6 separate regions of the Sus scrofa genome follow, and regions 1, 2, 4, 5 and 6 are each linked to region 3. A link is a contact called in public Hi-C and promoter capture Hi-C data. All regions are on one chromosome and are shown on one strand. The core of a region is the stretch at or near the end of the contact, and the rest is flanking DNA. Distances in the headings are between cores, read along the strand shown. Region 1 holds the start of NOP58 (nucleolar protein 58). Region 2 holds the start of SUMO1 (SMT3 suppressor of mif two 3 homolog 1 (S. cerevisiae)). Region 3 holds the start of CDK15 (cyclin-dependent kinase 15). Region 4 overlaps KIAA2012. Region 5 holds the start of CASP8 (caspase 8, apoptosis-related cysteine peptidase). Region 6 holds the start of TRAK2 (trafficking kinesin-binding protein 2).

What was found. Promoter capture Hi-C pulls out the DNA fragments that hold promoters and counts their contacts. A called contact is a pair of places that touch in the nucleus more often than the background predicts.
Region 1: a Hi-C map of skeletal muscle shows a contact between it and region 3, with 6 times the contacts expected there. The contact joins the promoter of NOP58 here to the promoter of CDK15 in region 3. A contact is called at or near these places in 4 of 47 Hi-C or Micro-C datasets (embryonic fibroblasts, heart right ventricle and skeletal muscle) and 1 of 2 datasets of contacts at active chromatin or transcription factors (alveolar macrophages).
Region 2: a contact with region 3 is called in a promoter capture Hi-C map of fetal skeletal muscle, with 3 times the contacts expected there. The contact joins the promoter of SUMO1 here to the promoter of CDK15 in region 3. A contact is called at or near these places in 1 of 5 promoter capture datasets (fetal skeletal muscle) and 1 of 47 Hi-C or Micro-C datasets (liver).
Region 4: a contact with region 3 is called in a promoter capture Hi-C map of fetal skeletal muscle, with 6 times the contacts expected there. The contact joins the enhancer-like site here to the promoter of CDK15 in region 3. A contact is called at or near these places in 1 of 5 promoter capture datasets (fetal skeletal muscle), 17 of 47 Hi-C or Micro-C datasets (adipose tissue, alveolar macrophages, brain and 10 more) and 1 of 2 datasets of contacts at active chromatin or transcription factors (skeletal muscle).
Region 5: a contact with region 3 is called in a Hi-C map of liver, with 5 times the contacts expected there. The contact joins the promoter of CASP8 here to the promoter of CDK15 in region 3. A contact is called at or near these places in 1 of 5 promoter capture datasets (fetal liver), 1 of 47 Hi-C or Micro-C datasets (liver) and 1 of 2 datasets of contacts at active chromatin or transcription factors (alveolar macrophages).
Region 6: a contact with region 3 is called in a Hi-C map of liver, with 4 times the contacts expected there. The contact joins the promoter of TRAK2 here to the promoter of CDK15 in region 3. A contact is called at or near these places in 1 of 5 promoter capture datasets (fetal skeletal muscle), 1 of 47 Hi-C or Micro-C datasets (liver) and 1 of 2 datasets of contacts at active chromatin or transcription factors (alveolar macrophages).

Annotation. Positions count from the first base shown.
Region 1 is chr15:105,891,240-105,895,423 of Sscrofa11.1, forward strand. It overlaps NOP58 (nucleolar protein 58), which reads left to right and starts at 2,369. Exons shown (of 14, transcript XM_021075921.1): 1 at 2,369-2,631. The coding sequence starts at 2,587. It overlaps LOC102166561 (a long non-coding RNA gene), which reads right to left and starts at 2,323. Exons shown (of 3, transcript XR_308179.3): 1 at 2,176-2,323; 2 at 1,256-1,344.
Region 2 is chr15:105,847,887-105,851,705 of Sscrofa11.1, forward strand. SUMO1 (SMT3 suppressor of mif two 3 homolog 1 (S. cerevisiae)) reads right to left here and starts at 2,213. Exons shown (of 5, transcript NM_001112676.1): 1 at 2,202-2,213. The coding sequence starts at 2,213.
Region 3 is chr15:105,399,298-105,403,048 of Sscrofa11.1, forward strand. CDK15 (cyclin-dependent kinase 15) reads left to right here and starts at 1,873. Exons shown (of 14, transcript XM_021076193.1): 1 at 1,873-2,165. It overlaps ALS2 (alsin), which reads right to left and starts at 1,855. Exons shown (of 34, transcript XM_021076185.1): 1 at 1,751-1,855.
Region 4 is chr15:105,788,383-105,792,498 of Sscrofa11.1, forward strand. KIAA2012 reads left to right here. Exons shown (of 23, transcript XM_005672082.3): 16 at 591-681; 17 at 3,547-3,712. Among named protein-coding and RNA genes, the nearest start is that of SUMO1, 60 kb to the right of the region's middle. Within about 2 kb of position 2,464, at least 8 of the 83 cell types and tissues checked have an H3K27ac peak or open chromatin away from gene starts, as enhancers often do. A contact at or near this core is called in adipose tissue, fetal skeletal muscle, retroperitoneal adipose tissue and 1 more, where this site is marked.
Region 5 is chr15:104,924,408-104,928,720 of Sscrofa11.1, forward strand. It overlaps CASP8 (caspase 8, apoptosis-related cysteine peptidase), which reads left to right and starts at 1,950. Exons shown (of 9, transcript NM_001031779.2): 1 at 1,950-1,996.
Region 6 is chr15:105,053,327-105,057,519 of Sscrofa11.1, forward strand. TRAK2 (trafficking kinesin-binding protein 2) reads right to left here and starts at 2,728. Exons shown (of 16, transcript XM_021075699.1): 1 at 2,526-2,728. It overlaps STRADB (STE20-related kinase adapter protein beta), which reads left to right and starts at 1,892. Exons shown (of 12, transcript XM_003133587.5): 1 at 1,892-2,166.

The DNA of each region.
Region 1 (4,184 bases), core at 1,119-3,618, 490 kb after region 3:
CTCCTCTTCTGATTTACTCCTGGCATTTATAACATACCACTCATCTCCCCGGCCTTGAGCATATTCATTCTAAAACTTTATTCTTTTCATTTGTAGTCAATGTCTGGTTCAGCAATAACATGATGTCCCTCCGGGTCAACTTGAAAGATTGCGTGAGACCCTGAAAGACCTCTGTGTATCTATGTGGATCGTCAGTAAATTTTCTCAAATCTGCTTTACAATGGGATGGACTTGTAATTTAAGGGGTATTCTCTAAGCTTATAAAACTGGATTATGAGGACCTTTATCCATATAGCCCTTAGATCTTCTTCCCACAGTGTAAGGGGCCTCCCTGTGTCTTGTCCTCTTAGGGATGCCACTAAAAGATGGATTTCCATTAAAAACTGGACTCTGGCCACTCAGCTAACATTGCTCACTGTGATATGCTGCTTCCTGATATGCTGTAAAAAATAGGGAAGATGGAGGTGAGTCTCGTAAGGGGGTAGGGACGGCTACTTTAAACCCTCCCTCACCTTTTAAGAAGTCACAAAAACAGGAGTTCCCATCATGGCGCATTGGTTAACGAATCCGACTAGGAACCATGAGGTTGCGGGTTCGGTCCCTGCCCTTGCTCAGTGGGTTAACAATCTGGCGTTGCCGTGAGCTGTGGTGTAGGTCGCAGACGTGGCTCAGATCCCGTGTTGCTATGGCTCTGGCGTAGGCCGGTGGCTACAGCTCCGATTAGACCCCTAGCCTGGGAACTCCATATGCCGTGAGAGCGGCCCAAAGAAATAGCAAAAAGACGAAAAAAAAAAAAAAGTCTCAAAAACAGTATTTTTGTTTATGACAGGTCTTTTGAAAATTGCTAATCCTCAGGAATAAAGTAACTTGTGGTTTCCAAAATGCTTTACAAAGGCTAGAGTATATAGAGGGAGGAGTACCCAGGGTGGGAGAAGGGGAAGGCCACGTTGTAAAGTTTGCCTTGTGACTTGCTTCAGCCGTCTTTGGCCGTCTCCCTCGTGGGACATCCCGTTTGGTGCCTCTCAGCATATGGCAAGTCCATGTAAACCCCCGACTGGGACTCCTGGTCTGACTGGGCTCAGAAGGTCTGCCTTATAGCCATATGAGGTCACTCAGGGGCTTAAATGGAAACTTGGATCAGGACTCCACACTGGCTTTGTGTCCATGACACGTCTCAGGCACACACATTCATTCTCCTTTCAAGAGGCAAATAGGAACTGAACAAAGTAGAAAGCAAAATCACAAGCTTGCTTACCTTATGAGTGCTGGTGTATCAGATCTTGGACAGGCCCCGGAAAGATGTTACCGGAATCCCAGTTCTTGTTCACGGAGCTGAAGAATGAACTTTGTGAACACACAGGCAGCAAGAAAGCAAAAGTCTTTATTAGAGAAAGGCAGATAGCTCCCAGCACAGACACTGCGAGGGAGAGGAAGATTTCCCACACACTAACTTTCTAAGGAGGTGTTATCTCTTAAAGACAGGGGTACCAACATGGGGTCCTGCTATCAGTCCTGCTCCCTGTTGGCCTTGCCCAGCACCTATACTGGGCCTTGTCCAATAGGGGCTTAGAGTCAGGATATACTCCATAGGCTTTATGGTCCTTTTGTTCTTCTTTCCCTTAGACTTAGAGTTGCCATTCTTTACATTCCTTTTCTAGCAGCCAAATGTGTAGATCAGAGGTTAATGTCCACAGATGTACTTTCAGTAGTTAATCTTCCAACAAGCAAGGGCTGTTTATCTTGATTTGTTTTTACAAATTTAAAACCGTGGACATTAATCAGGGAATATATGGAAGCCCGTGTTCCTACACTAACTATTGGAATTATTATTCTGCCTCACAAGTTCCCAGGCTAGGCGTTGAAACGGAGCTGCAGCTACCAGCCTAGCCACTGCATCATGGGATCCCAGCTGCATCTGCAACCTACAAGCCCCCAGCTTGCCGCAATGCTGGCTCCTTAACCCACTGAGCAAGGCCAGGGATCGAACTGCCGCTTCATGGATGCTAGTTATGTTCTTAACCTGCTGAGCCCCAAGAGGAACTCCCTGAAGGTTTTGTTTATTTTTGTTTTTAATTTCTTTTTTTGGCAGACCTACAGCAGGTGGAATTTCCCAAGCCAGGGATCGAACATGCGTTACAGCGGCGACCCAAGCCACAGCAGTGAACAAGACCGTACCCGTAACCCGTAGCCACCACCATTCTCCAAAGCAGGACAGTTTTCCCTTTCAGATTTTTCTGAGCTTGAGCAAATAAAACCGCGGTTGCGCTCTACGAAATCTCGCGATATTTTTACGGTCCTTTGTGGCGGGAACAAAACGGAAGCCAGGGCGACTCTGCTGCGCGTCATCTGTCGGAAGTGAAGTCACGTCCCAGAAGCCTTGGGGAAGGAGAAGCGCCGGGACGCTTTCTGCATGTAGTCAGGTGTGGAACGTTTTTGCAACGTGGTCTGGCTCTTTGCCGGACGGCGTGCGCCCAAGTGCTTGGCCAGCCGCGGCCTTGCGGGCCTTGAGGGCCTACAAATTTGGTCTTTTTTTCACTGGTTTAAGATCTCGTGTCACGCCACTCGGCGCCCTGACCCGGCTTCACCATGTTGGTGCTGTTTGAAACGTCCGTCGGCTACGCCATCTTTAAGGTAGGTGGGAGCCATTGGAGGGGGATGGCGGGTGTTGGGCAGGGGAGGAGAGGGAAAGACCTAAGGGGAGGACGACAGCGCTCATGTTCTCGTGGGTGCTTTTCTGCCCCCCTGGTCCGAAAGGAAGGGCCTGGAAGGTTTGGGCCTGGAAGGCGCCTATTTCGGTGAACACGTGGCGGCGTTGTTTGGGCCTCCCGGTTCTGTAAGGGGATTTGGCCCAGTTAGAGAGGTGGGCAGGTGCCGTATTAGAATTTTACAGGTTATGATAAAGAGTTTGGATTTTGTTGAGTGATTTGAGGAGTAATTGGGAGACTTTAACGGAGGAGTAAACTGATTTAACTTTATTAATGAAGTTGCTTTGCTGTGTGTGAAGTGGATTGGCGGGACGGGGTGCAAGAAAGGAAGCAAGGATATTTTTGCGTTAATCTAGACAAGATGAAGTTACTTGGATTAAGGTTTGTGTGGGTGGAAAGAAGTATTGGGAGAAAATTAGAAGGTAGAACTGATGGGATTGGCTGAGGGATAAAAGAATGTGAGTTTGGGGTTTAAGTGGGTGTGGTGGTAGGGAGAAGATTTAGGGATCTGGGAGGGTTACTAAAGTGTTACATTTTGGGCCGTTTTCAGCGTTTGATGTCTGTTAGACATGGAAATGCAGTGGTCATTTCAAGTTTGAAGCCCAGGGGAGAAATCTGAGCTGAAAATTTGAGTTTTGCTTATTTTAATTGGGAAAGTTTAAAATTAACTTCATCAAGGAGTTCCCGTCTTGGCCCGACTTAGGATCCATGAGGATGTGGGTTCGATCCCTGACCTCACTTAGTGGGTTAAGGATCCCTCGTTGCAGTAAACTGTGGTGTAGGTCAGCTGCCACAGTTCCAATTGGACCCCTAGCCTGGGAACCTCCATATGCCACGATTGCGGCCCTAAAAGACCATAAATAAATAAACAAATAAAATTGACTTCATCAGCAAGGAAATAATTGAATAAATAATTGAACAATGTGACTATCGTTTAGTAGGGTGCCATTGAGATGTTAAGAGAATGAGGTAAATTGAGTGGTATCCTGGTGCTCTACAAACATAGTAATGAAAAGCATATTTTTCATATGTACTGACAAGGTAAAAAATGCTAGATAAAATATGGTATGATTCTAGGCATCAATCAAAAAAACTGATATGGGTGCAGAGAGTGTGGAATGGTACCAAAACGTCGATTTGGTGCAGTTTTTCATTTTATTTTCCAAGTTTCTCTTTGGCATTTGAAAATACCATTTGCATATTACATTAAGTACTTGTTTTAAGAAAACCAATAAAGGAGTTCCCTTGTGACCTAGTGGTTAGGATTTGGAGCTTCCCGCTGTGGTCTGGTTCAGCGCCTGCTCTAGGAACTGAGATTCCATACTAATCCATTGCATGCTGCAGCCAAAAAAAGTGGGAAAAAAAACAGTAAGATAATTTAAAACCAAAAGCTGATATTTCTTATCTTTCCTCTCATTAGATTTGTCTGAATGCATTATTAGCAATTTTAAGGGACTTTAAAGGTCCATAGAGCCCAGG
Region 2 (3,819 bases), core at 963-3,462, 450 kb after region 3:
TCGTCAGAGTAAGTGTTCAGCTTCATACATCTTTAAATCCTTAGCACTGCAACACTAAAATTGTACTGGGTCCTGATTATTAATAATGATGCTGGTCAATCAGCCTAGAGCAACGGTCCTCAAATTTTATGCACTCAAGACTCTTTTACACTCTTAAAAATTATTTAGAACCTCATAAAGCTTTTGTTAGGTTGGTTATACCTATTGAGATTTAAGTATTAGACACTGAAACTGAGAAATGTTTTAAATGCATGTTAATTCATTTTAATATATTAGCAAATAATATTTTATTAAAAATATTTTTCAAAATCAAAAGTAAGAAAAGTGCCAAAGTTCTGCATTTTTGCAAATCTCTTTAATGCCTGGCTTAATAGAAAGCAACTGGATTTCCATATCTACTTCTACAGTTCAATCTGCTGTGGTATTCCAGGTCATGCCCATCTTTAGAAAACTCCATTGGGCACTCATCAAAGAATGAGAGTGAAAAAGACAAACAATGTTCTAGTATTATCATGAAAATAGTTTTGGCCTCAAGGACCCCCTGAAAAGAATCTGAAGAACCTCTGGCTTAGAGCCACCTGTTAGTATCCTAGGTCTTTTATTTCTTCCTTTGTGTCACTTTTAAATGGCTGGAATTCAAACTGGAGCAATAAATTCTACAATTGACTTTATAATTCCTTCTGTACATTGCTCTTTCATCAGACTATAGTAAAATTTCAACATGATTCTTAGCTACTTCTGCGCATCAAAATAAAAGGCTGATGAAACTAGGCATTTACACCTGTTCTTTCCTGTCTGGTAACCAAGTAAACAACTATCTAGGGAGATAGTTATAATGCCATTCCTATACCAATTTGAGAATTAATCTAGACTGTTAGTAAGAAAATCGACCCAAAACCAATCTAAATTATGGTTTAACTTTAAAAAATAATGTACATTTTGCCCAACAGTACAAATCCACAAAAGTTTCACTTGCTATCACCAAGTGGTACAAAACTGAACTAGGTTAAAAGCCAAGGGAATAAGTGTGTTAAATTTAAAAGTTCAAGTAACTTATACTGTTGAATGAAAAACAATTTTCTAGGTAACTATCACTAAACAAGCAAGGTCCAAAATTACTCTAAAAAGTCAAAGTCATCTAAGCGACAAAACAAAGTCCAGACCAAAAACTCTAAAATGTAAAAATCGGTCATAAACATGGTTACCTAGAAAAGGACGAGGAAGAAAAATTTACCACGGAAAATCGAACACTCCTGATTGAGTGCAAATTCCAAATAAACTCCTGATATTAATGAGACAGAGCATTTTGCAGTAACAGGTACCTTTCTGCAAATGTTTGCAACTGCTCTACATACAAGAAGTTTTCCTATCCCTTTCCTCAAAGGTATCAGTCATCTTCAGATTAACGCCCAGATGAAATGCTTTCTGTTGCTCTAGAAGTTCTGTTCTACTTTGTTTCTCGGTTATTCTGAGTGCTCTCTTGCAACTGGAGAGCTGCTGAACCAATCCCGAGTAAGAAATGGGAAAGTACAAGAAAAGAGGCGACAGCTCTGCACCCCCACACGGAAAAGACTCAGAGCAGAGCGGCGGCGGCCCGGCCCTAGCTGCAATCCCAAAGGAAAGCAGAGCTTTCTAGGTTCCCAGCAACACGAGAGACAGCGTCTCCCTCCCCCGGCCCCCACGCCCCCACTCCGGGACTATCTAAAGACCAAGAACCAGAAAGTGGAGTCCACCCGCATTTCAGGGCCACAGAGCTTCCTGGGCAGGGATTCTCTCCCGTTACATAACTGGGGCCTAGGGCCCTGCTTCTGCAACCAGTCCTCTGGAGAGGCAAGACGACGGGTTCCGCAGGGACCCTCTCCGGGAAGTGGAAGCTGGGCTCTGCACCTGGTCGGCCCCGGAGAAAGAAGGGGGACGACTTAAGTGAGGCCGCGGCCAGAGGCGCTGGGGCACAGGGGGTGATGAGTGAGCCCAGTGAGGGACAGGGCGGCTCCCAGAGGCCCGCGGCAGGCCCCGGCGTCTCCAGCCCTAGTCCACTCCCCTCCCTTGCCAGCCAAGTCCCCACCGGCCACCCCCTCCCCCCATTCCGCGCTCCCCTCCCCCGCGCCTCCATCCCCCCCCCCCCCGCCCCAGCCGAGCAGCAGACGGACCTACGGAGTAAGGCCTCCGCCACCGCCATCGGACTGCTCCCAGCCCAGTACCTGGTCAGACATGGTGACGGTGACTTCACCCGGGGTCTCCGCACAGCAGCGGCCTCGGGTAGGCAGAACCTCGCTCCGGGGTTTACAAATCCGTCTCTCTTCCCCACAGCACAACACCGCGGCTGGAGGGACTTCCGCTACGCCTCGCGTCACTTCCGCTACGCGCTGTGGGGAGGGATAGGGAAAAGAGGAAAGGCGAGGCGGGAAAACGGGTGGAGGGGCTTCCCGGAGGCGGGAGGGCTGAGGGCGGCTTTAGTGGTGGCCGCGCGAGTGAATTAACGAGGCCCCCTCAGCAGCCCTGAGACCAGGCCCTGTGCCTCGGTCCCGAGCCCATCCCCCGGGGAAAAGTTCCAGGTGCCTAAGTCAGCGTTCGGAACCGTACTGACAGCCCCGACTCCTCCCTCTCTCTCGGACACCTTGCGCGTTTCTGAAGGCTGAGCCAAGATACTTCTATTGTCTCTCCCTGGCCTTGTTTGACAACCTCCCAAAATCAATTGGACTTCTTACCCTAGAGCTGTCATTTTTGGTTAACCAACCCTGGCCAACACAGAACCGTCATTAAACGAAATAAAACACCATCCCATTGGACACGATTTTGATGGCTATAGATGAAAACGGTGCTGCTGAAAAGTTCTAAACTGGTGGAGCTAATTTCAATACTTGAATTTGTTGCTTTGAGTTTAAGAATGGTCTGTCTATGAGGTCTTCAAAATATCGTGGCCCTACTGGCAAAAGCATAGAATAGAATTGAGATTCCAGAACAAATCAATAAATCTTCACACATCAATTAATTTTCGACAAGAGTGCCAGGATAATTCAATGGTAAAAGAAGTCTTTCAACAAATGTTAATGGGACAACTGGATATCCATATGCAAAAGAATGAATTTGGATCACTATCTCCCAACATTTGAAAAATTAGCTTAAAATGGATCAAGTCCTAAATGTAAGAGCTAAAACTATAAACGCTTAGAAGAAAACGTAGGTATGAATCTTCTTGACTTTGGATTAGGCAAAGGCTACTTAGATATGACACCAAAAGCACAGGCAGCCAAAGAAACATAAATAAGACTTCATCAAAATTAAAACTTTCTTTTATGTTGAAAAAACAACTTAAGGAATAGGAAAAAATGTTTACAAATAATATATCTGATAAAGGTCTAATATTAAAAATATGAAAAAGGACTATTATAAGTCAACTATAAAAAAAGAAATAATCCAATTTTTAAATGGACCAAAGATCTGAATAGAAATTACTCCCAAGAAGATATACAAATGGATTTGAAAAATGCTCAGCATCATTAGCCATTTGGGAAATGCAAATTAAAGCCACAATAAGGTATCATTTCAGACCCATTAGGATGTTTATAATCGAAAAGAAAAATAGCAGGTGCTGAAAAAGATATGGAATAATTGGAACCCTTGTATACTACATAGTGGCAACATAAAATACTTTGGAAAACATTTCATTTGAAAAACATTCCGGCAGTTCCTCAGACTGGTAAATATACAGTTACAGTGACCCAGCAGTTCTACTCCTAGATATATACCCAATTTGCCCAAGAGAATTGATGACGTCTGTTCACACAAAAATATGTACACAAATGTTCACAGCAGCAT
Region 3 (3,751 bases), core at 623-3,122:
GGCTCACATAGTGCCACTCAAATCCCACCCCCCCCACCAAAATCATTTGTTTGGTACTTTACTTTCTGTATTATCTTATCAAACGTTAACACTGTGCAACAATTTTTAACATTTCTTGCTATAACTATAATTCTTAAATCTGCCAATACTAGTCACCGTTTGGAAACTAATATAGTTAAGCCAGCTAGAGTCCATCAGCATTTTCTACATTAAAAGGCTCGAGTGGAAACACCAAAGTTACCACAGACCAACCTGAAATCATATTTTCTTTAAATACACCCCATGTCATAAAATCATCTGGGAACTCTTTCTTGATTTTAAAAAGTGAATTGTAGTTCTTTTCTAAAAATATCCAGTTCTCTTTCACATCACTTATAAAACAATGATTCAATGGGTCATGATGTAGTGAAAAAGGAAATGACTTATAAAAACAGCTGATATGTACTGAATATTTACATACGGTGCAAGACACTGTAAAAAAACACAGTACATGAACCATAACACGTAAAGGTATTATTATATGGAAGGCACTTTTATCCTCAATTTAGAGATAAGGAAACTGAGGTAGATAAGCAAACTTGCCCAAATTCAAAGATGTAAATGTATTTGATTGCAGGTCCAAAGCCTAGGATCTTCGCCACCATGCCTCTATTATTAAGATTAAAATACTGCAATTTACTGCAAAAGCAAATTCACTTTTTAAAATTCTTTGAGTATTCATTAACTCAAAGGTCAAGTGGTCACTTCAAATTATTTATATTTGTGATAAACCGAAAAAATACTGGACCAACAGGTTTGCTGAATTTCTGTACCTGTTCAGAATAAACACACATCACACAATTTTATTCTTCAAAGCCTTTTAAAAAATATTTACAACCACCAACAAATCCAAAAGGCACTAGACTAATGCTCTGCATTTTGTTCAACAGTTACTTCCTTTTCCATTCTCAACCAGAATGAGAATATTCTACTTGAATAGGCCACTTCAGCCTGGGTGTTTTTCCTTTTCCCCCATCAACAAAGCTCTAAGCAGTACACCACCACTTCTGCCAACCTACAGTTGTCTGCTTCCAAAATAGCCCTATTACCCAGAGGACCTATGCCAGCCTCAGGACCAGTTCCTCACGATAGCCCCTATATTATTTTCCTACCTTCACTTCTCAAAAGAACTTACCACCCTCTGCTGGATCACCTGACACGTCAAAAGACTTTGCTGAACTACTAATTCTTAACATCAAACTCATTTTCTTTTTCCTCAACAGCCCTTTCAAAGCATGGAAACCCTGGATCCACTCTCCACCACGATCTGCACCCAAGGGCAAACCCATCTGAGACTCTCACCAAGGTTCGCGGCCAAGGACCTCGGTTTATCTGCTCGGTGCCTAGAGTGGGCATTCAATACATCTTCCTGAATGAATGGGTGGAAAGCAGCGTGGGTGGAGGCGGGAAGGGGGGCGTGAAGGTATTTCACCAGGCTGAGATCTCTGAAGTGGCGCCCGGTCCTGGGAGGGAGGAACCGGAGCGAGTGAGAGAACCTGGGGCCGTCGGGTGCTCACAGACAGGCAGACGCAGTGGGTCAGACGCCGGCTTGAGAGAACGCCGGCGTCGTCTCCGTGGGTCGCCGCAGCGCCCTCCCGGGCCTCGGCCTGCGCCTCCGCCTTCCTCCCAGACCCGGCCTCTCGCACACTGGAGGCCCCGGCCGGTCAGCCATCGGAAACCACGGGCCAACCCGGGACCCGCGCTCGCTCACCTGACGCTCCACCGGCAGCACCACTGTCTGCATCCGGCGCGAGCCTGGCAGCCCGGCGGGTGCGTGAGATCAGCTGATTCACGGGGGGCGGGGCCTCCGGGCAGGGGCGGGGCTGCGGAGTGGAGAACGGGAGGGGGATCACCCCCGAAGTTGGGTGGGGTTAGATGGCAACGGCGTCTTGTAGGGATCAAAATTACTCAAGAGGCGTTAGGCACTGTGGGCAACGTTCCCAGGAGTGCTGCCTTTTCTTTAGGACCAGGCAGAGTATATATGCCTGGGATGCACTTGAGCAATGACGTAACATGGCGTCGCCGGGACCTAATTATCCGATCGCTTCCATGGTAACAGATGGTGAAGAGAGAGGTTGGGAGCTGCAGATATTTTGCTGCCACCTCAAACTGCAGGAGTCCGAACGGTAAGTTCGCTACTCTTGACAGTGAAAAGGCTAAAATGTCTTCAGACTTCTTCTATGGACTGTACCCTAAAGTAGTCACTTCCTCCCCCGGGAATGACGTCATCGCCACGCGGCGCCGTTAGCGCTAGTATCCACACTGATTTTGCTACTTAGTTGCGACCCCAGATGATGGAGTGTGGTAGGAGGGTATGAGATAGCTTCTCCTATGATCCCCACTGGACTCTTCCATATATAATCCGAGTAAAGCCAGTTTGCCCAGCACAGTTTCACGACGTCTGCTTGTTGGAGCCATAGCCCTACCCCGACTCAACTCTCACCCCCGAAGTCCCCTCATGAAGATTTTCCGAAGCCGCCACTCTTGGCCCATAGTGGGTGTAAACTCTACTGCTAGGCAGTGTGCCATCTCTGGGCCTGCAAACCCGTGTTCAGACCATCAGTGACAGATGTGCAGTCAGGGTCTGAAGCTCCTGTGCATACTGCATACATGGTTTAGTAGGTTCACCAACATCCTCAACTCAGTTGCCTCCTTGGCCCTCCATCACCTGCAAAACAGTTGTCCTGCAACGATTCAGCTAACCTTGTTCACTCTTGCACCAGTGCTGGAAATAACGTGGTCAGGCAGTCTTGCTAAGCCCCAAACTGTCCTTAACAGATTGCTACTCAGAATTTCTTCTATCCCCATTCCCTGCTATTCCCAACCCACACACTCCTAACTTTTTACCCAACTCTACCCACCCACCCTCTTTGGTAAAATTTTTAGAAATAAAAATACATTGCCTCCTACATTTCTGAGGAAAATGAGGCCACTAGGAATGAATTTCCTTAACTCCCACCAGCCACTGTTACAAACCCTACCTGCAACCCCAGCCTTCCTTTCCTTCTCCCTCTTTCTCCTTGTAAGTGCTCTGTCTCTCAAGATGAATCCCATCCAATCCCCTTAGAGGCATGCTCCATTACTTATCCCTTTTTGTGTGTTTTCAATCTCACTGTCTCTTGTTACTCTTCCTCTAAAGATGTAAGCCAGTTCCAGCATATCCTGTCTTTAATTTTTTTTTCCTTTATCCTCCTTTCTTTTGCAACCTACTTTTCTACCTTTACTTTCTGACTTCCCAATCTTCCTCATCCCACTTTACAATCTTTACTTTGTCAGGTCTACTGAAACCAGTAAGTACCGTCTAATCTTGAAATCTAATGATGCAGTCTAAGAATGGAACTTCTGTGACTTCTATGAAGTCATTTAAAAGAAACAAGATGATCTATATGTATGATATGGAATAATCTGGATGTTAGTTTAAGAGAAAAAAGCTAAATGCTGAATAATGTGTATTGTATTCTACCAATTGCATGTTATGTATGCCTTTTCATAGGAGAGAGAAAGAGAGGTTCCTTGTCTCTGTATATGCCTATCTTATTTCTGAAAGGATGTATTAAAAAAAAGTGACTGACACTGGGCAGGAGAATTGGGAACAGAGGCAGGAAGAAAACCCATTTTTCACTGCATGCCCTATTATACCATTTGAATTTGTAACTTTTTCTTTCTTTCTTTTTTTTTTTTTTTTCCAGCATATGGAAATTCCCAGGCTAGG
Region 4 (4,116 bases), core at 1,214-3,713, 390 kb after region 3:
GCTCACGGCAACGCCGGATTGTTAACCCACTGAGCAAGGGCAGGGACCGAACCCGCGACCTCATGGTTCCTAGTCGGATTCGTTAACCACTGCGCCACGACGGGAACTCCTTTCACTGTCATTATGCCATACTTTCCATATTGCTGATTTATCTTTTCAACCATAATTTTAAATGTCAAATTAATGCATCATAAATAACTTCCCCAATCTCCCATTGTTTGGCTGTTTCTAATTTTTTATTATTAATGATAATGTTGTAATAAGTAACTTTGTACAAAAAGCCTGTTTCTTCGTTTGAATTATTTCCTTATGATCATACTCGGGAGCAAGATTCCTGATCAAAGACAAGAACGTTTTTCTTAGTCTTGATATGTACTGTCATATCGCTTTCCCAAAGGGGCTTACTGATTTTAATGTCACTTGCCATGCATCAGCACTAGTTTCTGCAGAATTTGCTAATTTCCTAGGTATAACATACCTTGCTTCACTAATTTGCATGCTGTTGACTACTCACCAGGTAGACGTTTTCCCATGTCTGGGATCACTGCCTGCTGTCCTTTGCTGATTAAGGATGCTATTTATCTTCACAGACCCAGAGCTCAGGAGTATGACCCTTGACTGTCTTAGTGCTTCCCTGGCTGAGGACATCCCGACCCCTGAGGCAGACACTGTCCAAAAGGCGTAAGTATTCAAAGCCGTCATGACATGGACTTTTCTACTTTTGTTTTTCTTTGTTTTGAATTAACTTTGTGTCTGTTTTTTTCTAAGAGGCATGAAGATTCTCAGCTAACCGACCCCTTGCTCTCACAGCCAGAATTAAATTATTGTCTAAGAAACAAAGATTCTTGGGGAGCATTATATTGAGATGTGTTTCCTACTTAAACGTATTTCTTTGGTTGGGTGAGTGAAGAGTAAACTTGAACTCTAACAGTGTGGAAGCAGCTTTCTCCATTTGGCCACATATCTGAGCTCTGCAAACCTGCCTAGAAAGTTGAGGTCTGTCAGGAGCCCCCTGGTGACACAGTGGGTTAAGGATCTGGCGTTGTCACTGCTGTGGCTCCGGTTGCTGCTGTGGCGTGGGTTCAGTCCATGGCTTGGGAACTTTTGCATGGCATGGGCAAAGCCGAAAAAAAAAAAAAAAAAGAGGCGTTCCCTTTGTGGCTCAGTGGCTAATGAACCTGACTAGGAACCATGAGGATGCGGGTTCAATCCCTGGCCTTGATCAGTGGGTTAAGGATCTGGCATTGCCGTGAGCTGTGGTGTAGGACACAGATGCAGCTCGGATCCTGCGTTGCTGTGGCTGTGGAGTAGGCCTGTAGCTGTAGCTCATATTCCACCCCTAGCCTGGGAACTTCCATATGCCATGGGAGTGGCCCTGAAAAAAAAAAGAAGGAAAATTGAAGTCCGAAAACTCAAGCTTGGTTTCGCCTCTTAGCATTCACTCAGCTCTGGGAAAATAAAAATGCCAATTGCTAACATGTTTAAGTGCTTCCTATGTGCTCACGTTGTGCTAACTGAGGAGCTTGGCCAGTTGGGCCCCGTCATTTGACGAAGCCCCATTTGGCAGTGGAAGCTGGAACAATAGGCTCTTGTGACATTCCATGAGCCTCAGTGACTTGAGAACCTGCCCTTACCTGCCTCCTGGTATAAAGATTCCTTCCTGGGTCAGAAAGGCTAGGTGTGGAGTTCCCATCATGGCTCAGTGGTTAACGAACCCGACTAGCATCCATGAGGACTCAAGTTCGAACCCTGGTCTCGCTTAGTGGGTTAAGGATCTGGTGTTGCCATAAGTTGTGGTCGCAGATGGGGCTCGGATCCCACGTTGCTTTGGCTGTGGCATAGGCTGGCAGCTACAGCTCCAATTAGACCCCTAGCCTGGGAACCTCCATGTGCTATGGTTTCAGCCCTAAAAAAAGACAAAAAGACAAAAAAAAGAAAAGAAAAGAAAGACTAGGTGCCCCCTAAGAACAAAAGGAGAAGGACACTTGGGTGGTAAGGCAGCTATCCAAAGAATTCCACTTTTAACTTTTATATCTCATCTTTTCCCAAATGGATTTAAACTACTTACAACCACAACCCCCAAGCCAAAAAAATAGAGTATCAAAAAGAATTTTTTTAAAAAACCTGGAAGAAAAGAACAAAGAACACCTAACCCTCCCCAAAATATCATTATAGTCATGGCGATTAAAGTTCAAACTTTCCAACTGAATATGAAAAAAAGAAAAGAAAAAGAAAAAAAGGAGCAACACGATCAGGTTTGTGGTTCTCATTTGCAGCATGCCTGTTCCTCAGGGGAAATAAAGGTTTTCCCAGCACTGAATTCTAAAGAATACTTCTGTGGGTTTTTATAGAGTGACATGGAGTGATTTAAAGACTCATATATTTACAGGAAGTTCCGTTTACCTCATTCGACAAATATTTCTCAAGTTTCTATAGTAAGGCCTGCCATAGCACAGCACAGTAAATATAATGCTGATTTAGCTAAAACATAAAATATCCAGGCCCAGGCCTGGCACACAGTAGCCGCTGCTGCAGCTGTTCCCAAAACCCATGCAGTTCTCTCTTGGTGACCTTTTTACCCAGAGAACATAAGTCAGCCTCAAGGCACATGCTAGTGACAGCAGTTCTACAGTGGGTCACACTTCCACAGCACATGACCTTTTGGTAGCTAAATTTGATCCAGAACAGAATTCAGAGGCATAAAGAAATGAATATATAGGTGAATGTCCCTAAGGCAATCTTTCTTAAAGGTCTTTTTTTTTTTTCATCTAAGCCTTTGATAGAAGAAATTTCAGTTAGATAATCCTATGTCACTTGATTAGCAGCATAAGTACGCAACTTCAAAGAGGCAAGCTAGTTCTCCTTCTCCCTCAAGTTTAGAACTTAGCCTAAGAGAACCCCCCCAAATGAAGACTAAACCGTCTAATCTCCTTTATTCTGGGAAGTGGTGACAGAAAGAGGGCGGACTAAGCGTTGGAAATGCCCACAGTGCGGCGCCTCGGAAAAAACAGGTGCTCAGTTAATGTTGGTTCATCTGCCCTCTTCCTGGTCCACCGGAGCTTTTTGTTTTTTCTTTTTAATTGAAGTATAGTTGATTTACAATATGGCAGCAGTCTCAGGTGTACAACAAAATGGTTCCGTTATACATCTTTTTTTCCTGGTTTTTTCCATTGTAGGTTGTAATGAGATATTAAATGTAGTCCCCTGTGCAATATAGTAAATCCTTGCTGTTTATCGAGTTAATATATAGTGGTGTGTACTCCAGAGTTTTTCTTTTTTCTTTTTTTTTTTTTTCTTTTTAGGGCCACACTTGTGGCATATGGAGGTTCCCAGGCTAGGGGTTGAATCGGAGCTGTAGTTACCGGCCTACACCACAGCCACAGCAACACCAGATCCGAGCTGCATGTGCAACCTACCCACTGAGAGAGGCCAGGGATCAAACCTGCATCCTCATGGATACTAGTCATGTTTTTAATCCACTGAGTCACAGCAGGAACTCCCAGAGTTTTTCTTTAGTTTGGTCCTGTTGGTTTTCTTTCTTCGAAGGGGCAGAGATGATAATGTGCACTGTCTGCACCGAGAACTCTCAGGACAGGAGTCTAAGTCCCCAGAGAGGTTGGGTCCTGTACACACATCTCTTCTGACAAAAGGAAAAGAAGAGAAGACTGAACCAAGACTGTTCAACCAGCAGACACCAGCCAACATCACCCATGTGAGTATAAACACCTAGAAGCTTGGTCCTAGGAGCCTACCTGGAAGGTGCTTCCATCAGGGTTACCGTGTACAGTTGTATAGATTGCTCACTATACAAGGGCACCTGCAAAGGGGGGATGTGGGAGCTGAAATTCGCTCTGTGGTCCATTCACCATGCCCCGCACACCACCATTGGGTTGGCTCCTTCTGAAGGATTGGGGTACCCATTTCTAATTTCAAAAGTACTATAAGGTACTAAAGGCACAAAGGTACTAAAAGGAAACCCAGCTTTCCTACACTCATATGACTTCTGACCCCAAATGTGTGAAAGTTTTCTCAACATCAACCAACTCTCCAGCTCTCTGGACATCGGCAGAGTATCCTACAGTTCAGGTGTGACATGAACTGCATGGAGTTAGCACA
Region 5 (4,313 bases), core at 700-3,199, 470 kb before region 3:
CCCTGGAGCGCTTTGTCACGAAGCCCCGGGGACAGCCCCCTCCACTCTGCCGTGTTTTGGGTATTTTCTTTCATCTTCCCACTCCCACTCTGTCTCCTACCCACCTCACTGACTCCCAAAGACAACTCTAAATCTTTTGATATGTTTCCCTGAATTGATCTCATATCTTCGCAAACTGTATCATTGTTTTGTGTGTGTACACTACTTTTGGAAGGCAGCTATGCTCACCCCTCTACCACCAACGCCACCGATACACTCCTTTTTTTTAACTGTGTGACCCGGAGCAAGAAGGCAATTTCTCCAAACCTCTGTTTCCTTATCATTAAATGGGATTAATACTCCCTCATGAGGTGGCCATGGGGATTTAAACGGATAATGACAGCCTTAGCCGCTTAGAACCGTGACTGGCCCTAAGTACTTAGTACGTGTTAGCAATTAGTATTACATATTAGAATTATTTGTATTGTGTTCCTATTGCATAGCTTGTTCTATTTCTTTTTTTAAGCAAGCACACTGCGCTGCAAGTTCTGCTTTTGGCCATATCCCACTTGGTAACCACGACTTGCTCTTCCACAATGGACAGGCTGCTCAACCCTATGTAAAGGCTGTGTAAGCACGTGCCCATCAATCCTTAGCCTGATCCAGCTTGCAAACGTTTGCCCATCTGATACGTACAAAGTAGGGAGCTCGTTGCTTTATTTTGCATTTTTCAGCTTCTTCATGAGTCTGAGCATCATTCATCCACTTTGGCCATCTGAGTACCCGGTCAGGGAACCCTGTGTTTCTATCCACTGTCCTTCTATAGGGTTTTTCTTTTTCCCTTGTTGATTTGCAGGAAACCTTGTAACATTCTAGATGTTGCTACTCTTGTGTCCTGGGAACATGGACACAAAAGTTTCAGTCTCTGCTTTTGTGATGCTCACAGCTGAGGACAGGAACTAGTCACAAAACAGCGGGACACCAACTGGCTGGATGCTCTGGAGAGTCTCGAGGGAGAGTCAGGAAGACCCTCCTGGCCTAAGAGTTAGCCGTGAAAAGGGCTTCATTCTGTTGGTGTGTTTTCCCTCATAATTCTCAGAGTGGAGTCAGGGGTAGCAAAGGGCCACCACACTTCTCCTCGGCCCTGGGCAGGTGGCCGGGCTCTTTCAGACACCTCATTAATCCTCAGGCATCCGTGAGATGGGTCTCTGCCCTCTGAAAATTTATATTCCACTTGGGGAGAAAAAAAAAAAAAAGCAGTTCTGAAGAAGAGAGTTATTTGATTTTATCCCCCTCTGTTTTTATCATCAGAAAACATTTCAACTGACTGACAGCAAAAAGGCAGGGTTAATGTGTATTTTGTTCTCTGTTGTATCTCCAGGCCCCAGGCCGTGGTGAGGACCCCAGGATTTGCCTCCTTGGTAAGTTCTGCTGGGAACTTTGCAAGGAAGGACTGTGCTTCTAGAATTTTCTAGGCAGCTGAAAGTGGGACCTGGTGGCCTCCGGGTCACGAGGTGATCGTTGTATTTGAGGGCCAGTGGGGAAACCATGAGCGTTTCTGTTGAAGGTCAGCAGAGCCTCTGAGAGCTGTGGTGAGGGGCCTCCATTTCTAGACCTCCTGGCCACGCAGGAAGGCTCCATGAATTGAAAACATTGATGTCTTCATCACAAATGCAGCAAAATCTGTAAACCCTTGAAAGAAGAGAGTGGTAAACGAGGGTCCAAGGGAAAATGACCTGCCCAAAGCCACACAGCCAGAGCCAAAGGTCAAGTGGCCAGGGTCCCCGCCCAGCCCTGCCTCCTGTTCTTGGGCTCTCTCCTGGAGCTCTAGACGGAGGTGCTGCCTGGAGGCTGGCCTACCTCATTCAGCCTAAGTGACTCAGGAGTTTCGAAAACAGGAAGTTAGTGAGCTGTGCTGTTGGTTCTTTATTCGACTTTTATTCTTGTCGTAGATGGGCCAGGAGAGAAGAGGCCTGTGAAGCGGCTGCCACGGTGAGGATCCCAGGATTTGCCTCCGGTAAGGTCGGATGGGCCTCTGGAGAGGAAAGCCTTTGATTTTAGGGTTTTCTAGGCGCTGAGTGTGGGAGCTGGTGGCCGCAGGGCCCATGGGGAGTTCCTTGTATTTGAGTGGGGATGGGGACCCTGGGAGAGGGAGCAGCTCCTCTGAGAGCTGTGGTGAGGGTCCCCAGATCCCAGATCTCCAGGCCCCTCCGGCTTCGGTTGGTCATTCCTGGGTGTTTTTTTGTTTTGTTTTTGTTTTTTTCATGATACTTCAAGCCAATTATGCTGGGCAGATGATCAAATAGAAACCAAAATTTAAATCTCAACTGACTTTCCTGCTATAGTTACCCATCTGCTGATACACAGACCCACCAATATAAACACATGCATCAACAGATACATGCGTGCACACCTAAGAATTCAATTGTTTATTTTTTTGAGAAATTGAAGGGGTGCAGAATAGTACAGGAATAATATAATGGCAACCACACACTGGTCATCAGAGACTTGTGCTTGTGAGGTTGAGCATTTATTGGTGAAGTCACACATCTCTTCGGTTTGGCTAGAAGTTTTTTGAGGTTTGGACACATTTTCTGGGGTGTGTGATAGTGCTGGCTGGGGCCTGCAGTGGACAGTGTTTGTCTGCAAGGTGGACCTCTGGCAGGTTCTGGGGGAACCCCCAGTTTGGGGCAGCCAGCCTGGGCTTGTGGGAGCGACCACACTATCACTTAAGTGTTTCGGCCTGACAGCAGCTTTCAAGTACTCTTGAGCGTTGAATGAGATACAGATTGTTGTCTCAGAAGACCAATGCAAATTTGGGGTTCCTTTTCCCTAGCTTTGAGGTAGTTTCCCAAAGGAGCAAGGGTGCTGCTGGAATGGTGCCCGAAGGATTGTTTGTGATTTGATGAGATTTATTTGCAATTATATTGCGGCATAAAAGGTGATTTAGGATTCTGGGATAAGACGCTGAGGTCTAAATCCAGGCTCCAGCATGTATTGGCTTGGTGTGTAAGGTTCTAATCCTCTCTTGGCATTAGTGGATTTGTTAAAAAGTCCAGTTTTCGTATTTTGGGGGTTTCTGTGGTCTTTCCAATTTTTAAATAATTTATAATCTTCAAAAACATTTTGATTATGTGTCTTTCTTCATTAAATTCCTTCACTGGCTTCCAACTGTAATTAGAATGAAATCCAAATCTTTGTGATGTCTGTCATTGAGGCCCTTGAGTGAGATGCTCAAATCTGGGCCTGATGCTTCTCACCAGCTTATTTCCAAAGTGATTTTTCACCATAGCAAAATGAGGGGGTAACAGCAATATCTTCAGAGGATTATAGTAAATGAGACAAGAAAAATACATGGTTATGCTTGTATGGTTATATGTTATAAACACATATATAAGCATTTACGTATATCAAAGTACTTTGGGGTACACATTTATTATAAAAATATTAGGTATGTATTATATAGTACAAATATCTTTATATGGACTTATTATTGAGATATATAATTTAAAGTGAAAGAAAACTTTTGGAGGCCTTTCCATTCCTGCCTGTCTCCTCCTCCTTATACATTATGTATCAAAATATTCAAAGTTTTATGTTCTGCATATGTAGATATGTGCATATTTTATGCATATATATATGAATATGTGAATAAAATTGGAAAAAAAACACCAGGTGTCACCCCCAGATTATTTCTTTTTTTTTTTAAAATATTTAAAATATTTTATTTCACCATTTTTTGCTTACATGAATATTAAAGATAGGACTGATTTAATTCTTACATTTAACATTCTATACAAGAGGTGTTTTTCCCCTATGGACCCCCAGATTATTTCTAAATGGCAAGTTTCTAGGTGGCTTTTCCTTTTCTGTTTAAAGTTCTCCAAGGAACATGTTACTTTTACTGTTTTAGGAAGGAGATAAATATAACAATGAATATTCTTTTAAAAATATTACTCTAACAAAGTTTCTAAGTCATGAGCTCATGCGGTAAACTTAGATCCATAAAAAAGGAAGTGCCTTTTTGGTCCTTATACTGAGGCCAGAACCTAGAGGTGGCCCGTTGTTAACGGTGTAAAATCTAGCGCAGGTGCTCATTCTTCCCAGGCACTACGACCAGAGATGTGATCTAAACAAAGGCTGAATCCCATTCCGCAGTATGTTCCGGAAAGCCTGGGTCAGAAAAGAAGCCCCTCTAGCTTTTTTCACTAAGTGTCCACTTTAGTAAGATATAAAAAATCACTTCAAACTGCATGGCCAGGCTATAGCAAGAAAAATGATACAACTGAGGTGAACTGGCTACAGAGGATGGACACCAGTTATGTAATAGCCAA
Region 6 (4,193 bases), core at 1,478-3,977, 350 kb before region 3:
GCCACAGCAACGCGGGATCCGAGCCGCGTCTGCAACCTACACCACAGCTCACGGCAACGCCGGATCGTTAACCCACTGAGCAAGGGCAGGGACCGAACCCGCAACCTCATGGTTCCTAGTCGGATTCGTTAACCACTGCGCCACGACGGGAACTCCCTGTAATGGTCTTTAACTCTGTGGAGGATGAGAATTGCAAGTAGATAGAACAACTGGTTCAAAAGCACTAAAGCAGGGCTTCAGGATTTATTCTAGATGTCCAAGGTATGCAGTAGGAACCGGTATTAGGAAATAATGCTGGAAAATGCTTTTCCAACCTTTAAGGTCAGTAATTTTTTTTTTTTTTTTAAGGTCAGTAATTCTGAAGTAGGTACAAGTTACCTGACCCACACTTTGAAGTAAGGCAGATAGATCTAGGTATGAATCTCTACTTGTTACATAAGCAAAGTTTTTGAACCTCAGATTATGCAACAGAATTATTTTAGTGATTAAGAGATCCAACGTATGTAGAGCTCATAACTGAGATGCCTGGCTGATTGGAAGTACTCAAATGTTTGTCTGACTCCTGTCATCCTATGAATAAAGATATGTAAATATAACAACTGTCTTTCAGTGTTTGATGAATGTCTGAGACTTGCTGAATGTTACTGAATTTTAAAAACAGAAAGCTGGAATAACTGCTGAGATGATAAAGTGTCTTCATGCTTGCCCTTTCTTACCACCAAATGTCCTTCACAATTTCTTCTGTAGTGTCATGTCACCACCGTCAACATGCTATTTGGAGATCACTCTAGCTCAGACTTCCAATTCTACAGCAAAGATTTGAAGTTGAGGGGAAAAATGACTGAAATAAATTAAAAACAAAAACCTGGAAGAGTCCTTTTCATTTTATTTCTATGGTCCATTCTAGCTTGATGAATTTCCAGTGAAAAGTTTGTTTCTGGGGCAGAAACTGCAGGTTTAAATAAAAGGCTCGTGGGCAAGTAACCGAGTTCACCACTATTAAAATGACCCAGAAGTCTTTCAAGTGTTTGGGAGATTATCTTTATGCTGATACTAAAAGGATATCTGCCAATATTCATTATTTACGGTTGAAACTAAAGGCAACTGTCTTTCTTTTAAAAGACGTCTGGCTCAAAATCAATTGCAAGAAAAGCCCAACTCAACATAGAGCTCTTTTCCACTATCGTCTCATCTCTCTCCCATCACAGATGGCGACTGAGGCTTAAGGTTTAACGTCCAGACACTAAAGCCGCTCATCGCTCGGGGATGGGGCACTAGGTGAGTACTGTCCGGCAGAGGATGGGATACTGCTAATCCTCCTCAGAGGCGCATCTGGGGTGAACCCGGGGACCAGAGTCCAATGCCCACCACTTCGCCCTTATCCTTAGAAAACCACCCGCTTCCCAGAGCGGGGCGGGGACCCGGCGAGCACCCAGCCCTCCAGTACCCAGCTCCGGCTCCAGTGTCCGCGCGCGACCTCCGAGGACCAGGAGGAGCGCGGGGCGAGGAGGCTCCTCTGCCTTCAAGAGAAGATGGCAAGAGCAAGTTCGGGTCGTGCGCGGGAAGGTTACTTACAGGAATAGCCCGGGGTCCTCGGTCCTGCGCCCGCGCTCCTTCAAGGAGAAGATTCTAAAAGCGGCGGCAGCCTAGGAGCAGCAGCCAAAGCGGCCGCCGCTGCCTGTAACCGCCCGGGCGTGGCAGGGACTGGTGGGCGACTTCACAACATCATCACTCGGCGACTTCGGTTTTGCAGCGACGCCGGCTCAATTACAGTCCCCCGCCCCGCACAATTGGGGAAGAGAGGACGAGACCCACTCTCCCAGCAGCCTCTAAGGCGCTAGCGCACTACCTGCTGGGAATTGCAGTTTCCTCTAGGCCACGCCCCTAGCACGAAAGGCCACGCCCCCTAACCGGCGGCCCCGAGGCGGGAGGCGGGGCCGCGACCCTGCAGCCGGGGTGGGGCGAATCCCGTCCCGGCGGGGTGCCCCGGGCTGGGGCCGAGTTCCAGGCCCACAGTCCCAGTCCGGGTCGCGCCGCCCTCTTGAGCTTCGCGGCCCGCGCTGGGAGCGGGCCTTGCGCTCTCGCCTTGCCCCTGGGCGGGCCGGGCACCCGGGCCCTGCACCTTTGGCTGCCTGAGGAGAGCTGCTGGCTTTGGTCGCCGCCTAGGTAATGAGGGGACGCCGGGCCGGGGAGGGTAAGGGAGGGACAGTTGGGACGTGAGGGAGCGCGGTTGCGTTCGCGCTAACCTCGGGAAGCCCGGGACTAGAACTCGCCACCCTGCCTCAAGCCCGAGCCCGGGCGGCCAGCGGGGCTGTGGAGGGAGCCCGGCTCTGCGTGGCGACCGGCCCGTGCGCCCCGCGCAGCTCCGGCTCTGCCCGGGAGTCCTGGGCCTCGCGGCGGCGGAGGCACCTGCGTGCGGCGTAGGCGGCGCCTGCTGGGGTTGGCGGTGCCAGGTGTTTGGGGGCCCATCCGCCCGCCGCGCTCTCCCCCGGCCCCGCCACCCCCACCCTTACCCTTGCTCTCACCTTTGGCCGTGCTTCCCCGCTCGAGAAGTTTCCAAACCGAGGACGCCCTCCGGCCCCCGCTCCGTGTGACACCTTCTGTGAGTTCGCTAACAAAGTGCCCCAAAACAGGACTCGGAAGGAAGCTTTTACATCATTAAATGCTCAAGCTGCGTTTGGTCCTCGGTATTTAAGTTCAGCGTTGTGTTGTTTCCTCGTGGGTTTGTTGTGTCAGGCACCTTTTCCCTTAGAACTTGATCAGAATTTGTGACAGCGCCTACCTAGCCTAGAGCCTGGCACACAGTAGGCACTTCGTAAATATTTTTTGAAAGTGTGAGTCACGATGCTAAGTTTGGAAAATTCTACTGAGTTGTGCGTCGCTCTAATTTTTAAGACTTTATGGGTTCCCAGGATCCCTTTGAAACTTACAGTAATCTTAGAGCTCTGCGCAGTTAAATCAGGTTTTTTGCATTCCCAGTAACAGTGGTCTCTTTTGGATGTTTACATTAACTAATTCTCTCCCCCCTCCCCAGTTGTGTAATTTAGATGCGCTCCTGATTTTCTCAGCAAGTGTTAATTTAACCTTTCAGATTAAAGCCTTAGGAGGAACCATTAATATAGAACAGATTTAAATTATTTATAAGGCTTTATCCTAATTAGCTTTTTAGATACAAGTGCAAGAGACCACACTGATGTACCTGTGAATATATTTAGAAATACAAGTCTCACCATGATTTTTTTTAAAGAATTTATATTTATACCTAGTGAAAGCGCATGCAGGAGAAAATTATGACAGCAAAGCTATCCTTCCCTCCCCCCGCTGCCCTTAGCAGGGGCAGCTGCTGCCTTGACCTCAAAATGTCTTATAATATTATCTCTTAATAGTCTGTCACATCTAAAGCAAAATCTCTGGGATTAACCCATGCACAGTTCTCACAGATTGTGTTTCTTATGAGTTTTTCTGGGAAAAAAAAAGTGTAATGGAGTTTACAAAATTTTTGTTGTTTAAGAACTTACTTATATTACGTGGGAAAAGCAGGAAACAAAATCCTGAGAACCAGGAAATTCAGTTAATCATGATATCTCTAATCTTACTGCTTGTGGGAATGTCCCCTACAAGTGGTCAGGGCCTTGTCTGCGGTGGTCACTAATGAGTGTCCCAAGTGCCTAGCACAGTGCCTGACCCATGACAGGCATTCATTAAACATTTGTGAAGTGAATACTTGGCTTTTTTAGTCAATAGCACAGTGACTTTCAGGTGTGTGGTTTTTTCATTTACTCGGATGTTTCCTTAGAATAAGTTAATGGAAGTGAGAATTTTATTAGGTCAAAAGGTATGAATATTTAAAAATTAATTGGAGTAGACTTGCAATGTTGTGTTAGCTTCAGCTGTACGGGAAAGTAAATCAGCTATACATATATCGATTCTTTTTCAGATTCTTTTCTCGTATAGGCCATCACAGAGCATTGAATAGAATTCCCAGTGCTATATAGTAGGCCTTGTTACTGATTGATTTTTGTATATATATTAGTTTATATATGTCCCAACATTTTTATCATTATTAAAACATTGCCAACCTGCTTTCCAAATGAGCCCTATTGTTTGGTACTGCCACCAATAATATCTGAGTGTACCTTTCAAAACATCTTCTTCAGCTCTTATATTGACACAATATTTGCTAGTTCTGAGCC